2 separate regions of the Sus scrofa genome follow, and region 2 is linked to region 1. The links are chromatin contacts, called in public HiChIP or PLAC-seq maps. All regions are on one chromosome and are shown on one strand. The core of a region is the stretch at or near the end of the contact, and the rest is flanking DNA. Distances in the headings are between cores, read along the strand shown.

Region 1 (7,198 bases), core at 1,008-3,507:
ATAATGGGAACCCCCAATGTTTTTTAATATCTGAATAGAGTAATTGTCACTCCAAAAATTTTTTCTTTTTTTTTTTCTCTTTTGGTCGCCCCATGTCACATGGAGTTCCCAGGCCAGGGATAAGATCCGAGCCGTGGTTTTGACCTAAGCTGCAGAAATGCCAGGCCAGAGATCGAACCTTCGTCCCAGCATTCCCAAGATGCCACTGATTGCACCTCACTGGGAATTGCCAATTTTAGAACATTTTCCTCATCCCAAAAGACACCCTCTGCCCCTTGCCCCATAGCCACTGGCGGCCTCTCTCCATCTCTTCATTTCCCCCTAAGCCCTGAGTCCTAGGCAACGACCATCTACTTTCTGTCTCGATACTTGCCTCTTCTGGACATGTCATGTAAATGATATAATACACTATGTGGTCTTTTGCGACTGTCATCTTGTATTTTTTTGAAGTTTTATTGAAGTTATTCTCTAAGTCTTTGTTTGTTTGGTTTGGTTTGGTTTGGCAGCGCCCCCAGCATGCAAAAGTTCCCAAGCGACAGCAGCGGCAACGTGTGCCAACTGCTAGGTCACCAGGGAACTCTGTGACTGATGTTCACCCATGTTGCAGCGTGTACCCAATACTTCATTCCTTTTTAGTGTGGAATAATATTTCATTGCATGGATGTACCATATTTTATTTATCCCTTCATCAGCTGATGGACATTTAAGTAGTTTATACTTGTTGCTGCTTATGAATAATGCTGCTTTGAACATGTGTGTGCAAGAATTTATAAACGGAGATGAAATTCACATAACATAAAACCATTTTTAAATAAACGATTCAGTGGTATTTAGTGCATTCACACGTTGTGCAACCACCACGTTTAATTCCAAAACATTTCATGACTCTAAAATAAAACCCCATGACCTCTGAACAGTTACTTCCCATTCCCCTTATCTCCAACATCTGGTGACCACCAATCTGCTATTTTTTTTTTTTTTTTTTCCCTTTTTGGCTGCATCCGCGGCATGTGGAAGTTCCCTGGCCAAGGATCCAACTCACGCCACAGCAGCGACCTGAGTCCCTACAGGGACGGTGCCGCATCTTTAACTCACTTTATCGCAAGAGAAGCCCCCAGTCTGCTTTTTGTTTCTATGTACTTACCTACTCTGAATATCTCTTATCAATGAAAGCATAAAGCATGTGACCTTTTTTGGCTTCTTAGCAAAATGTTTTCAAAGTTCATCGAGCTGGAGCATGCATTAACACTTCATTCCTTTTGGCGATTCATAGTCCATTACACACACATGCCACAATTTACTCATTCATCTGTTGACGGATGTTTGGGTTGTTTCCACCTTTAAAAAGTTTTTGACAAAAAAATTAATTAATTTAAAAAAAACACAATTTTTTTTAGGGCCACTCCTGGCATATCGAAATTCCCAGGCTAGGGGTCCGATGGGAGCTGCAGCTGCCAGCCTACACCACAGCCACACCAACATGGGATCACAGTCACATCTACCACCTACACTGTGGCTTGCAGCAATGCAGGATCCTTAACCCACTGTGTGAAGCCAGGGATCCAACCTGCATTCTCTCGCGGATACTAGTAGGTTCTTAACCGGCCGAGCCACAATGGGAATGAACCCCTTTGTTTCCACGTTTTGACCACCATGAATAGTGCGGCTGTAAACATTAGCGTGCAAGGATGTGAATACCTGTTTTTAATTTTGGAGGGAGGTAGATACCTAGGACTGGAATTGTTGGGTCATGTAATACATCTTTGACAAGAGCAGAAATTGGACTTTTAAACAATACTCTCAGGAAGACTGTTGTTGTTGTTTTCTCTCTCTCAAAGCAAATGCCATAAAACACAGAAAACTGAGTAGGAAGAGCTGGGGGTGATGATATTATATGCTACATAAATGTATTCATTCAAACGAGTGTTTGCAGTTTCCATCTAGCAGGTCACATCTCAAACAAAACAACCAGATTCCAAGCCCAGCTTAGTTGCTTGTCTTGTTACACAATTCTGTTGTCCACTTAGCTTACTGAAGCAATGAAGGCATACAGGTAGTGCTGAAAATCCTGGAACTGGAGAGGTAAGATTATAACCTTTCAGGAAAAGCAGCAGCTTTTTTCCCTAGAACGAGGGCCAGGTAAACTCATTCCGAGGGAGAGCATGTTTCTGGCTTCGCGGACACCTCCTAGGACTTAAAGAACGTCAGTGAAATCTGATACCCCACTCTTCATTACAGTGAACTTTTTCTAGGTTTGCTTGTAGACGACTGCTCTGGAGACGGCGGAGACTAGGTGGAGGAAAAAGAGAAATACCGTGTAAGTCTCTACATCTTAGGAATCAGAAGTAGAAAGGCCTCTGTGGAAACTACTGGGACCAACACGGACCAGGGTTTTAAACAAGATGGTGGCTGAGGGCAGGACCGCTCTATCTTCCCGCGCGAAACTCTATGGCAGAGCAGAAGCGCAGTTTAGAGAAGTGAAGCTGAGAAGGGTGGTAACCCGACCAGCACTAGCGCGCTAGGGCGGCTGGAATCGAAAGGGCTCTGCCGCGCATGTGCGGAACCGTGGGGGATGGGCTCAGAGACAAGGGGCCCACCCCACAGCACAAGTTTTCTGAAACGTGTGAGTCTTTTAAGACCAGCTAAAGCCGAAGTGGGGCGTTTCCTAAGACGCATGCGTTCTAGACAGAACCAGCAATACAGTGGCGTGGTCTTTTCAACGCCTGGCGTACAGACGACGTCTGAGGTGGAAGGGGCGGTCAGGATTCCCAACACGCATGCGCTTTGAGGCCGAGGCGTTTCCTTCAGAGGGTGTGGAGTGCGGGGCTCCTTACTGCGCAAGCGCAAGGACTGTCCGGTAGAGCTGGTGGTCTAACCCGGGGAGGGGAGAGGAGGTGGAAGGGCTTAAAAAACCGGGTGCGCCTGCGCGTTGTCTACCGGTGGGACGAGCTCAGGATTTGTGAGGGGCGGGGTCACGTATGCGCGTCATTGGATGGGTAGGTAGGAGGGAGGGTGGAGATCGGGGAGGGTCTGTGCGCTTGCGCAGTGCGGGGGTGGAGGGCGGAGGAGATAGGTAGCACGCTTGCGCGGCTGTCACAGGGCTGCTTGGTTGGTCAGTGGGGAGTCGGCGCCTGCGTACTAAGACCCGTGTGCAGCAGCAGCGGCGGCGGCGGTAGAGGCGGCGGCGGCGGCGGCGGCGGCAGCGGGCTCGGAGGCAGCGGTTGGGCTCGCGGCGAGCGGACGGGGTCGAGTCAGTGCGTTCGCGCGAGGTGAGAGCGAGCAGGGCGCGCGTGCGCGGAACCTTGGTTTGGGCCTGGGAGTAGAGATGGAACTGCGCGAGTGTCGGGGAGGGGGCAGAGGGGAGCGGCGGCCACCGCCGCACGGGGTTCGGTCGGGCAGCAGCGCGAGGTGCGGAGAGGCTCGGGCGCGCGCCCCGGTTGGCGCGCGGGGTGACGGTTGGGGCTGGCCGGGTGACGTTGGAGCGACGCAGGGCGGGGGACGGCGAGCCGCGAGGCCGCCACGCGGGAGAGGCCGCCGGGCGGCCACGCTGGGACGAGGGCCGGGGACCAGATCGGCCCGCCGGGGCAAGGGTACCTGGGCCGTTTAGAACCGGGAGCCGCGCGGCCACGTGAGGTGGGGGAGGGGGCTATTCGGTGAGAGGGCATGTGGGGGGGTTGGCGGCCAGCGAGGGGAGGGGAGGCGGCGTGGCTCCGGCCTGGCGCGGCCTTTGAGGAGGGGGCGCCCGCAGCACCGGAAGTGCCCCCACGGCAGCCTGCCCTCGGGGTCGGAGGCCGCATGGCCGAACGTGGACGGGGGCCGCATGGCAGCGCGGGGACCCCTCCCCCCAGGTCCCCGCCACCGGAAGCCCCGGGCGGCCACATGGTGGGCGGGAGCCGGCAACCCCCCGCGCGGGGAGAGCTAGTCCTCGCGGGCGCTTAAGGGGGCTTGGAATTTTGAGGAGTGCGAGTAGCCCGTGGCCCGGATCCTGATCACTCCGGAGAGCCGTCTGCGGGCATATGTTAGTGTTCTCTCCCCTCATGGGCCCCTGGGGCTTTTCCCCCATATCCTCCTGTGAAGCGAGGTGGCCAGCCAGGTGTAAGTGGCACTCTTCCGTGCTGGGAGGCCAACGAAATGGGGAAACTGAGAGCAGTTGGACGGGAGCCCAACTCTTCTCGGTCATGCCGACAACGGCTTAAAGTCCTGGGCAGATGAGTTACTCTGTGTGATAGGTGCTCTTCACCTTGTCACTGTCGTTCTCGTTGGGTCTGATTTGGGAGTTCCCGGCTTTAGAGTCCATAACTTTCCTAGCTTAGTATAATTTATTCTACTTTCTAACTACTACCAGCCTTTTGCTTTCATTTTATTGTCATTCACCACTCTTCACTCCCCCACTTTCTACTGACTGTACAGGCCCGGCCTGAAAAGCCGACAGGACTGATGCATCCTGGGAAAAGTGGGAGGGCCCTCGCGAAGAGGCTGGGTTCCTGGGTTCCCTTTGGGAAACCAGAGGTGTTTGGCAGGGAGATCTGTTAGAAAACAACTTTACTTTCTTCCCCTCGGCTGCATCTGCAAATGCATGTTGGAGAGGCGGGAATCCCCCAAAGAGGCCTTGTGGTTTCCTGTACCAATGACTGGCTCGTGTGTGGATAGGGTGGGGGGGGTGTAACAGAGACGGGTGGGGCTCCCTGTCCTCCGGTCTCCACCCCCCTCCCCTCCATTAGCCCCGCCCTTTTGCTGGCTCATAGCTGCTCACCTAATTATAGCCCTGGTTCTGTGTGGGGAAGAGGGGTGGTTGGTTTCACTGGCAAGTTACACCTGAGTCCTCCCCGTACTAGGAGGCAGGCCTTTGCCCATCTCAGAGATTTGGCATCCTAACGTCCTGGAGGTCTCCTATCCCAAGCCGCCCCTTTAGCTTTCATTTGCTGTGGGGATCCTGCTGATCTTCCGCCTGCATATACACACTAGTTCTGAGGTATTTTTGATCCCCGTCAGGATGTAACGTAGGAGCTTGTACCATACTATGCGGGTAATGGAATAAAGGGGGAGGAATGAAGTACTGTTTCCAGAGTAGAGTGGAATAGATTGGAGATCTGTGAACTCTGTCCTTACTGACCCTAGTTCTTTTCTTGACTCTAGTTGGAATCGAAGCCTCTTAAAATGGCAGATGATTTGGACTTCGAGACAGGAGATGCAGGGGCCTCAGCCACCTTCCCGATGCAGTGCTCAGCGTTACGTAAGAATGGCTTTGTGGTGCTCAAAGGCCGGCCATGTAAGATTGTGGAGATGTCTACCTCCAAGACTGGCAAGCACGGCCACGCCAAGGTTAGAATTTCACTTCCACATTTTGCCTTTCCCACAAGCTGTCATCCGTGCTGGCCCTCTACCTTCTTTAGCTCTTTTATTACTGTCCAGTTCCTGAGCTCAGCCCTTAGCCTGGAACACCTTTCAACTGCCACACCAGCATTCAGCTTTTTCCTTGGTTACTCTCCTGTGGCCTGTCATCCTCGAAATCCCTCCTCTTCTCCATCGATGTGTGAATCTCCCAGCTTTTCTTCGAGCTCCTTTATGTATGCTCTGGCTATTCAGGTGCTCCGTCCTTGTTTTCCTGATTCCCTTTTTCTCCTTTGAGACCTTGTAGGAACTCTGTTTCCATTGCTTTGCCCAGGATTTCTCTCTGCAGTCCTAACAACGCACCCTTCCCCTGGAGGGGCTCCGGTGTACCTCTGAGCTTCTGAATTGCTGCTCCCTCTGCTGGAGCCACCTCCTGCTTCTTTGGGTCCTGATATTCTTTCTGCTTTTCTTGTAACTTTGTACTTTTTTTTTTTTTTCTCAGAAGTTGAACCTGGCCCATCCATTCCTCGTGGTTTGTTCCCTAAATAGGTTTTTCCAACTTCTGTTGCCCTGGCATTTGTTCATCCTGGGTCATCCCCTAATGCTTCCATCATGCCTCTGTACTTACTGTTCTTTCAGGTTTCCTTGTTTCCTAAATGCGTGGTCCTTTCTGGTGTCCCCCAAGTCCTTTTTCTTTTTGACTCTTCCTTTCTCATTCCTTCCTGTTTTCTGAACTTTTTTTCCTTCTACTTTGCTTATTTTGCAAGTCCTCAGCCTTTTATGTTGATGTCCAAAAAACCTCTTCTAACTTTTACCTGGATTCCTCCTGCTTCCCAAGGACCTTGGCCTCATTCATGTTTTGATAGCTTGAGGTAACTGACTGCTCCAGGCCTGCCCTAAAACCTTCCCTTGTGCTGTCAATTCCAGTCATGGTGGTCTTTGGCCTTCAGCTCTTTTTAGGGGCTTTAGTGTTTCTTTTTTGAATTAATTGGTTCCATTGCCAACTTCCCTAATCTTTGCCCTGACAACTCAGTCTGACTTCCCTTACCAGCCAGGGAAACTTTGATGAGCCTTTATCTTCTCCATCCTAGAGTCTGGTTGGGTTTCTCTCTGATGTGATGCATACACACAGGTCCATCTGGTTGGTATTGACATCTTTACTGGGAAGAAATATGAAGATATCTGCCCGTCAACTCATAATATGGATGTCCCCAACATCAAAAGGAATGATTTCCAGGTATGGAGATGGTTGGGCGCAGATGGAGTAGTGGTTGGGGGTGGGTGGAGGGAGATGCATACTGATCAGAAGAGCTTGGGCCAGAGAGATGGCAGGAGAGGGTATTTGGTGTCAGTTTGCCACCCGAGTTTGCCCATCAAGATTCTTTATCCTCAAGCTACCTGGGCCTCCCTTCAGCTTCCTTCCCTGTCTGCCTTCAGCTGATTGGCATCCAGGATGGGTATCTATCGCTGCTCCAAGACAGCGGGGAGGTGCGAGAGGACCTTCGTCTGCCTGAGGGAGACCTCGGCAAGGAGATTGAGCAGAAGTACGACTGTGGAGAAGAGATCCTGGTATGGTGCCCCCCTTTGTTTTGTGCCCAGCTCTGTTCCTCCGTGCTGCTTCCCAAGCTCAGACTTGTGACCGTCCCCCCTGCTCCCTCAGATCACGGTGCTGTCTGCCATGACAGAGGAGGCAGCTGTTGCAATCAAGGCCATGGCAAAATAACTGGCTCCCAGGTGAGCATGACCCCGCCCCAAAGCCCCCTTCACACGCTTTGTCATTTCCATCAAAGCGATGCTTTCAGCATGGTCATGGTGGTTCAAGGCTTATTTTCTGCCCCCAGCATGGCCCTGTCCCTCTTGCCCTTTT
Region 2 (6,768 bases), core at 2,583-5,082, 85 kb before region 1:
TTCCCTAGAACCTCATCCATGCCCCCTCCCTTCCAGTTGAGCAGAATCTATTTCATGCACCTCCAAGATGACCCCCAAGGCCCTAGTTTCATATCTGGATAGAATGCTTGGATTCTCAGAGGGAGCCAGTGCGCAAGGGGCTGGACTCAAAATTCCTTCTAGAAAAGAAAATGCACAGGCCCTAGTTCTCCGCCAGTGGGCGCTATGGCCCATTAAGACCCTCCCCCATCCCCCATTTCCTTTTTCCCTCCATTTTCCGTTTCCCCGTTGCCTGGCAACTCAGCAATCAAGGACTTTGCTGTCGCTTAGCAACCGTCTCCCTGGAACTTAGAGCCGAGGTAGGAGGTTGTGCTCTGATGAAATCTGAACAGGCCTCCATCTTAGGAAAATTGAGACGTCAGATCGCCCAACCCCCGGATTCTCCCTTCCAAAGACCCCTGCGCCCCGCAGTTTCTTAGACAACAAGCCCCTCAAACCCCGTCTCCTTTCGGCACATGGGACCACGCCACGCCCCTACCGGGGCAACCCCGCCCTCATTTCGGGCCGGTTACCCAGCCCCAAGGCCCCGCCCCTTTTCGAGGGTAATTGCCCGCCTCCCTGGATGGAGTACGCCAGACCCCGCCCACCTGCCTCTAGGAGACCACGCCTCCGTCCACTTCCCGCCCATTCGCTCCCCCGGCCTCGCCCACACTGTCCCTCCGCCCCGCCCCAGTCGGCCAATGAATGAGGCCATTGGCCACACTGCCCCGCCCCCGGCGTCTTAGCTTGCCCAATAAGGACCACCCGGAGGGTTTAACCGCTTCGCCTCCGGGACTCTGGCCAAATGCCCCCGGTCTTTCCCCACTTTTCCCCCCTCCCCCACTTGTTCTGCTCCGCCCTCCGCCACCCTCGCCCGGCCCTCAGGCCCGCCACGCAACTTCAGTCGTCGCCGGTTACCATGGCAACGGCGGCAGCAGCGCGGGGAGAAGAGGGAGGGACGGGGGCGGAGTGGGAGAGAGAGATGTTCAGAGACAGAGAGACACCGGCAGAGAGATAGGCACGGAGTAAGACTAAGTGATAGCTGTAGAGGCAGAGCGAGCACAATGCATAGGGTCCGGCACAGAGTAAGCAATCAATAAATGTTCCTTAAATTACTGCGGCAGGAGTCTAAATATAGGCAGTGAAAGATGGAGGACTCAGATGGAGCTGGGAAGCTCAACGACCGCAAAGCATGAGCACCCTCTACCCCACCCAGCATTTGGGGGGGGACGGACAAGTGCCATGTGCCCCCTGCTGGCTCCTCCTAGGCTAACCCTGCGCTGCCCTGAATAGAGATGAACCACAAGTCCCAACAGCCCCACGGGCAGCAACCCTCTAACACTGAGGGAACTTGTGCCTCAAGGCCTTGTGGGACTTGAAGTCCCCGCCATCCCGAGACAGACAAGTTTTGCGGCCAAGGAATGTGGCAAGCCTGGGTCTCCACGCCTCTGTAAAAGCCCCAAAATGCATGATCCTCTCTGCGTAAGACTCCTTCCTTCGGGAATGCTCAACCCTGGGCTCCATCGAAGAAGCAGGGTTCTTGAAGGAAGACGAATAACCCCCCCACCCCCCGTCCCAGAATAGCTGCCAGTGCAGGCAAGCCCCTCACCCTCGCTGGCATATGTGTGTTCACGTGTTGGAAGCAGAGCCCACACATTCCAACTGGCTTTCCGTATACACCTGCACATAAGGGACTAGAGCCAGGGAGCCTAAGGCTAAGGGGCAGGCTACGGGCAGGAGACCACCGGGGAAACTGAGGATCAGACAGACATTAAAGGAGAGCAGCCCAGAGAAACTGAGGCACAAAAATCCACGGAAACTACAGGGGATGAGAGGAAGCAGCAGCATGGGAGAAAGCCCAAAGCCCGCAGAACAGGGGATAAGCAAGTAGCTCTGGAGAGGGGGTCGGGGCTGGGACCTAAAGGTCCTCCGCTCCCAGTCGCCTCTGTCCAAGCTCACACATGAGCGAGGCATGTATAGACGCATGTGTACACACATGTGTGAGTTTGTGGCAGGGAACATGTGTGTCCTCAGCTCCCTCCCCTGAGAATCTGCAGTTCCCACTAAATATAACCCCCTCCCCAGCCTGTGACTCACCCAGACCCCGCCTCCCCGGCCCCCACTTCCTGTCCCACCCCCCAACCCCCAGCTGCCTGCCACCCGCCCAAGCCTCCCTCCACACACCAGGCATCCAGCCTCCCAGTCCCAGAGTCCTAGAGCCAAGACCAGGGTATTCTGCATCCCACCAGGAGCTTGCTAGCTCTGCCAGCCAGGATCTCTGGCACTCCAACCACAGGGATAGCCTTGTACGGATCTTCCCGGCTGCCAGCCCGGCCCTCCTCTGACTCCTTCTCACCCCAGTAACCTTAAATCCAGGTGTCCTCCCCCACCTTTATCCCAAGGGTCAGGGGTAACAGGAACATCCCCTCCACCTGCTCTTCTCCCTCTTTCTCAACCAGGGGTAGATATTGTGTGGGAGGAGATGGGGGTGATGGGCATCTGCCTGGGCCACCCCCAAATTCTGCACCATGCACCTGGTCCCCCTCCTCAAATCCCCTCTCTCCCCAAACCTCTCCTCCTCCTCCTCCTCAGGAGCTGCCAGCCTCAGCTGCTGCAACCTTCCACCACCCAAGGGAGCACCCCCAATCCTAACCTCACCTGGTCCCTTCCCTCAGGTGATCCTATGTCAGGCCCTAGCTCGCTGACAACTCCCAACTATCCCCATTCCGTAAGCTGGAACCCTAAATTAACTGCTCCCCCAAAATGAGAGCACCCCCAAATGTATCTACCACGAGACGCTTCTTCTATAACCTGAAGGCCTTCCCCTTCCGTGCCAGCTGACACCCCCAGACCAGTCAGGCCCTCACAACCAGTAACCTCCTACCCCCAAGCCAGGAGCCCCCCTGAAATTGGACAAGACACCTGCAGACCAGTTTGTCTCCCAGGGGAGAAGGGGACCCCCCACGCAGAGCCCCTCTTCTAACACACACCGGGCAGGACTCCCATGTGAGCCAGGCTTCTCCTTAAATAAGTCTCCCTCAAACATCACTGGTGAAGCTCAGAATCCACCAGCCCCCAAGTCACAGAATACCCCCTATTTTCCATTTCTCCCCAGGTACAAAGGGATCACTCCAGGGGGCACCTGTGGCCAAACCCAGCATTTTCTCAGCCGTGAACCCCCAAACTAAATTATGACCCCCAAATCCATCTTCGGATGCTCTCACGCCAGGGCCCCCGGGCGGCAGATTAGGCCTGACAAACCCCTCCCCACAAACTCTCACCCTCCCCCCAGGTGACTGGCCCCCCCATCACGGCTTACCTTGGTTGTCACTATACAGAGACAGTCCATGTTGGGGGGCCTGGCCGCGGCGGCGGGTAAGGGGCTCTGACTTCATCGGAGTTTCGTTCCTCCCCTCCCTGGGTTCTCACCCCTCCCCCCTCCGCACCCCACTTTTGCAGGGGGGGCCAGGATGGGGGGAGGGGTGAGAGGGGAAAGAGGGGGTTGGAGAAGGGGAGGGGAGGGGAGCGTGGGAGGGAGGGGAAGGGGGCCCTAAAAGGGGGTCCCCAGTGGAGGGGAGGGGGCTTGGGGAGCACACCCCGATTCTCAGGAGGGGCGGGGGCACCGGGGGCTGGCAGCCCCGGAGTTCGGGGGCTGGGGCATGAGCTGAGGTGGGGGAGGGGAGCTGGATTTCGGGGAGCCCCGGGGTAAGGGGGGGTCTTGCCTAACGGCCAGGGGCTCGGGGCCGTGGCGGGGGAGTGGGGTGGGGGGGTCGGAGGCGGCAGCGGCCGAGGGAGCCGTGGAGCCGAGGAGGGAAGGGGAGAGAGGAGGAGAGAGGAAGCAGGGGGAGGGAGGGAGCGATCGAGGAGCAGAATGGGGGGTGCCTTGGCAGGCTTAACTCCTTCCGCGCTGGCAGGAACCCGGATAATGGGAAAGGAGATGGAGGCAGGAGCGGAGAGGCCCTGAGGCCAACATGGAGGCCTGGCCAGAGCCACCAGCGCTGACAGCAGAGCCAGGGAGGAGGAAGCAGCCCGAGATGGGCTGGGAGCCGCCAGGGTGGCGGGGCCGCTGGAGAGAGGCTGTGCTCGGGGCAGGCAGGGAGGGAGGGCCAGGCACGAGGGAGTCCCTGGGGGCCTCAGCTCCCTCAGACGCACAGGAGGAAGCCTCAAGAGTGACTGAGTCCTGGACCCTTTGGGGCCTGCAGCTGGGGCAGGTGAAGAGGGGGCTGCAGGGGCGCCTGACTCCGGCCGTGGTCCCAGGGCCCCCAAGTCTCAGGGTAATAGTAGCAGTGCTTTGCGCACCCCTCCAGCCCTGCCTGCTCCCTCGGGAAGTCGGGCCCCCACCCTCACCCCCTTACCTGGCTCTCTGAGATGGAAGCCTCATAATAGTCCAGGATGTCTGTCACAGGAACAGAACCACCGAGTTACCTCGCCCACCCCCTGCCTCTCTGGCCGCCCCTGCCATCACCTCACCTCCGTCTGCCCGCTAAGGGAGGAACCCCTCCAGCCCGGGCTGGTGGACGCTGATGGAGGACCCCTGCCTGGGGCTCCTGCAGCTACCAAAAGATCTCCAGACTCCCAAGCAGCCCCCAGGCCAGCCCTTTCCACGGCTGCCCCTCGGAAAATCGGGGCTACTCACCCAGCAAGGCCTGGAAGAGGTCACTGTGCAGCACCGTGAGGAGAGGGGGTGCCCATCGCAATAGTGGGGGGGCCAGGAGCCAGAGGGCTGACCTGGGAGCTGGTGAAATGCAAATGAGGGAGGATTGGGACAAGGGAGCCAGCCACGAGGCGCCAACACATTCACCTCCGCCTCTTATCTCTGCTCTCTCACCCCAGACTCTCTGGAGAGGTCCAGGACAAGGACCCCCAGGCCCACCCTCTCCCCCCAGGCCTCTCCTTCACAAGGACTCCTGTTTTTCACCTCTGGGTCCCTCGGACATCTCTCTCTTCTCTCACTTTAATCTCTCTAATCCCCCCAGGGTCAGAGGAGCTGAGCTGCCTCCTCCCGACCCAGCTGGACCTGCCAGGCAAAGCAGGCAGCCTCCGACCCGCCCGCTGTGCCACCACCATCACCATCTTCCTCCTCACACCCTGGCCCCTCCCCAAAGCCAGGTGTGACCCCTCCACTTTCCTGAAGACTGGGCAAGGGGGTCAGCTGCTCCCACAGCTCAAAAGGAAAGGAAACTGTCACTCTCTTCTGGGCCTGGCCCCCGTGAGAATGGCAAAGGGGCATAAATTATCTGGGACTTCTGGACCCAGGGTTAAACATGTTTGTGTGAGAGAGAGAAAGAGAACCAGACCCGACAGGGACATGAGAATTCCTACGGTTCCTCTGGGGCCTGGGAAGAACCCATCTGCCCAGAGGCCTGGCCTGAGCACATGGTCTCAGCAGAGAGCAGAGGGCGGAGACAAAGATGTTCAAGGTCTCAGCGGACCCACCTGGCTTCCTTCCTATTGTCAAAATTTAGGTGTTTCAGGAGCTCCCCTTGTGGCTCAGCGGTAATGAACCTGACTAGTATCCCTGAGGGTCAGGTTCAATCCCTGGCCTTGCTCAGTGGGTAAGGATCCGGCATTGCCATGAGCTGTGGTGTAGGTCACAGATGCGGCTCGGATCCTGCTGTGCCCTGTGGTGAAGGCCAGCAGCTATAGCTCCGATTTGATTCCTAGCCTGGGAAGCTCCATATGCCGCACCTGTGGCCCTAAAAAGCAAAACGAAAAAGCTGACGTGTTGCTGGAGTTAGGGACTACTCCTAGGCTTCAGGAAAACATTCCTGGGACACCCACCCCACATCCACCTTGAGTCACCCGCCCCGCCATTTCACTCCCTTCCGTGTCGGTAGAGACCAATTTGATGAGACACCGCAAAGAGTCGTCTTTCCACGCCCCTGCCTCTGGCCTCTATCTTAGGCTTCTCTCTTCTCACCTCTCCCTTCTAATTCCACCTGGAAAGTCCTCCCGTCATTCTACCCTCCCTCCCTCTGGCTGCAGTCTCCTAAATTTCTCTCTCAGCCTATCGCATCACCCCTTTTTAGGGCGACACTCTAGTTCGGACAGGCGAGATGAAGGAGTCTGGGTAGATAAGGGACGTCTGGGGATGACCCTAGGTCATCCAGCATGCAGGTGCTGGGTGGCGCCCCGGAACTACAGCTCCCAGCGTGCCCTCGGCGCCCGGAAGCCCCGCCCCCCCGCCTCCCGGTGCATTGTGGAGGATGAGTCAGGGCGCGGGTCCCAGACTTTGGCAGATCTGGCAGGAGCGCTAGGTCACAGCGCTCAGGGCAGCGGCGGCCGTCGCGGGTTCGGAAATGCAGGCGGCGAAGATGACCCCGAACGTGGGGCGGCAGCTGCTGAGGTTGGGGGGCGTAAGGTGTGTGTACGACAGGAGGAACAGGGGCAGCGGGCCCGGGGACCGGGCCAGCCCTGAACCCCTACTTCCCACAGCTCGAGACTCTCTGCGCTCCCGGAGCAGCCCCGGCCCGGCCCTGCCTGGCGTCCCTATGCCCATGGGGCCGCCCAGGTAAGGGACGGCAGCTTTCGGGGGGAATGGGGGCGGTGAGAGCGGCAGTTGGCCTCGGCTGGCTCCCACCTCCGACCGCCAACAGGGGTCTCCCTCTGGGTCCCAGTCACCTGCCGACTGGCTGCCCCGGCGCAGAAAGTAGGGGAAAGGGCAGACAAGGTGCCCTAGGATGGAAACTAGGGGAAAGGCTGCGCCCTCCCCTAACAGCCAGCTCTAACCCTTTGCTTTCTTTGGCGCTT

What was found. HiChIP or PLAC-seq counts read pairs in DNA pulled down with a chosen protein or histone mark.
Region 2: an H3K27ac HiChIP or PLAC-seq map of alveolar macrophages shows a contact between it and region 1. The contact joins the promoter of DLG4 here to the promoter of EIF5A in region 1. A contact is called at or near these places in 6 of 47 Hi-C or Micro-C datasets (alveolar macrophages, blood, embryonic fibroblasts and 1 more) and 1 of 2 datasets of contacts at active chromatin or transcription factors (alveolar macrophages).

What each region holds. Positions count from the first base shown.
Region 1 is chr12:52,656,783-52,663,980 of Sscrofa11.1, forward strand. It overlaps EIF5A (eukaryotic translation initiation factor 5A-1), which reads left to right and starts at 2,258. Exons shown (of 6, transcript XM_021067817.1): 1 at 2,258-2,317; 2 at 5,137-5,322; 3 at 6,464-6,568; 4 at 6,769-6,900; 5 at 6,992-7,065. The coding sequence starts at 5,158. The coding sequence ends at 7,054.
Region 2 is chr12:52,570,189-52,576,956 of Sscrofa11.1, forward strand. DLG4 (disks large homolog 4) reads right to left here and starts at 3,833. Exons shown (of 20, transcript XM_003481294.4): 1 at 3,338-3,833. The coding sequence starts at 3,367. It overlaps ACADVL (very long-chain specific acyl-CoA dehydrogenase, mitochondrial), which reads left to right and starts at 3,333. Exons shown (of 20, transcript XM_021067809.1): 1 at 3,333-3,393; 2 at 6,454-6,529.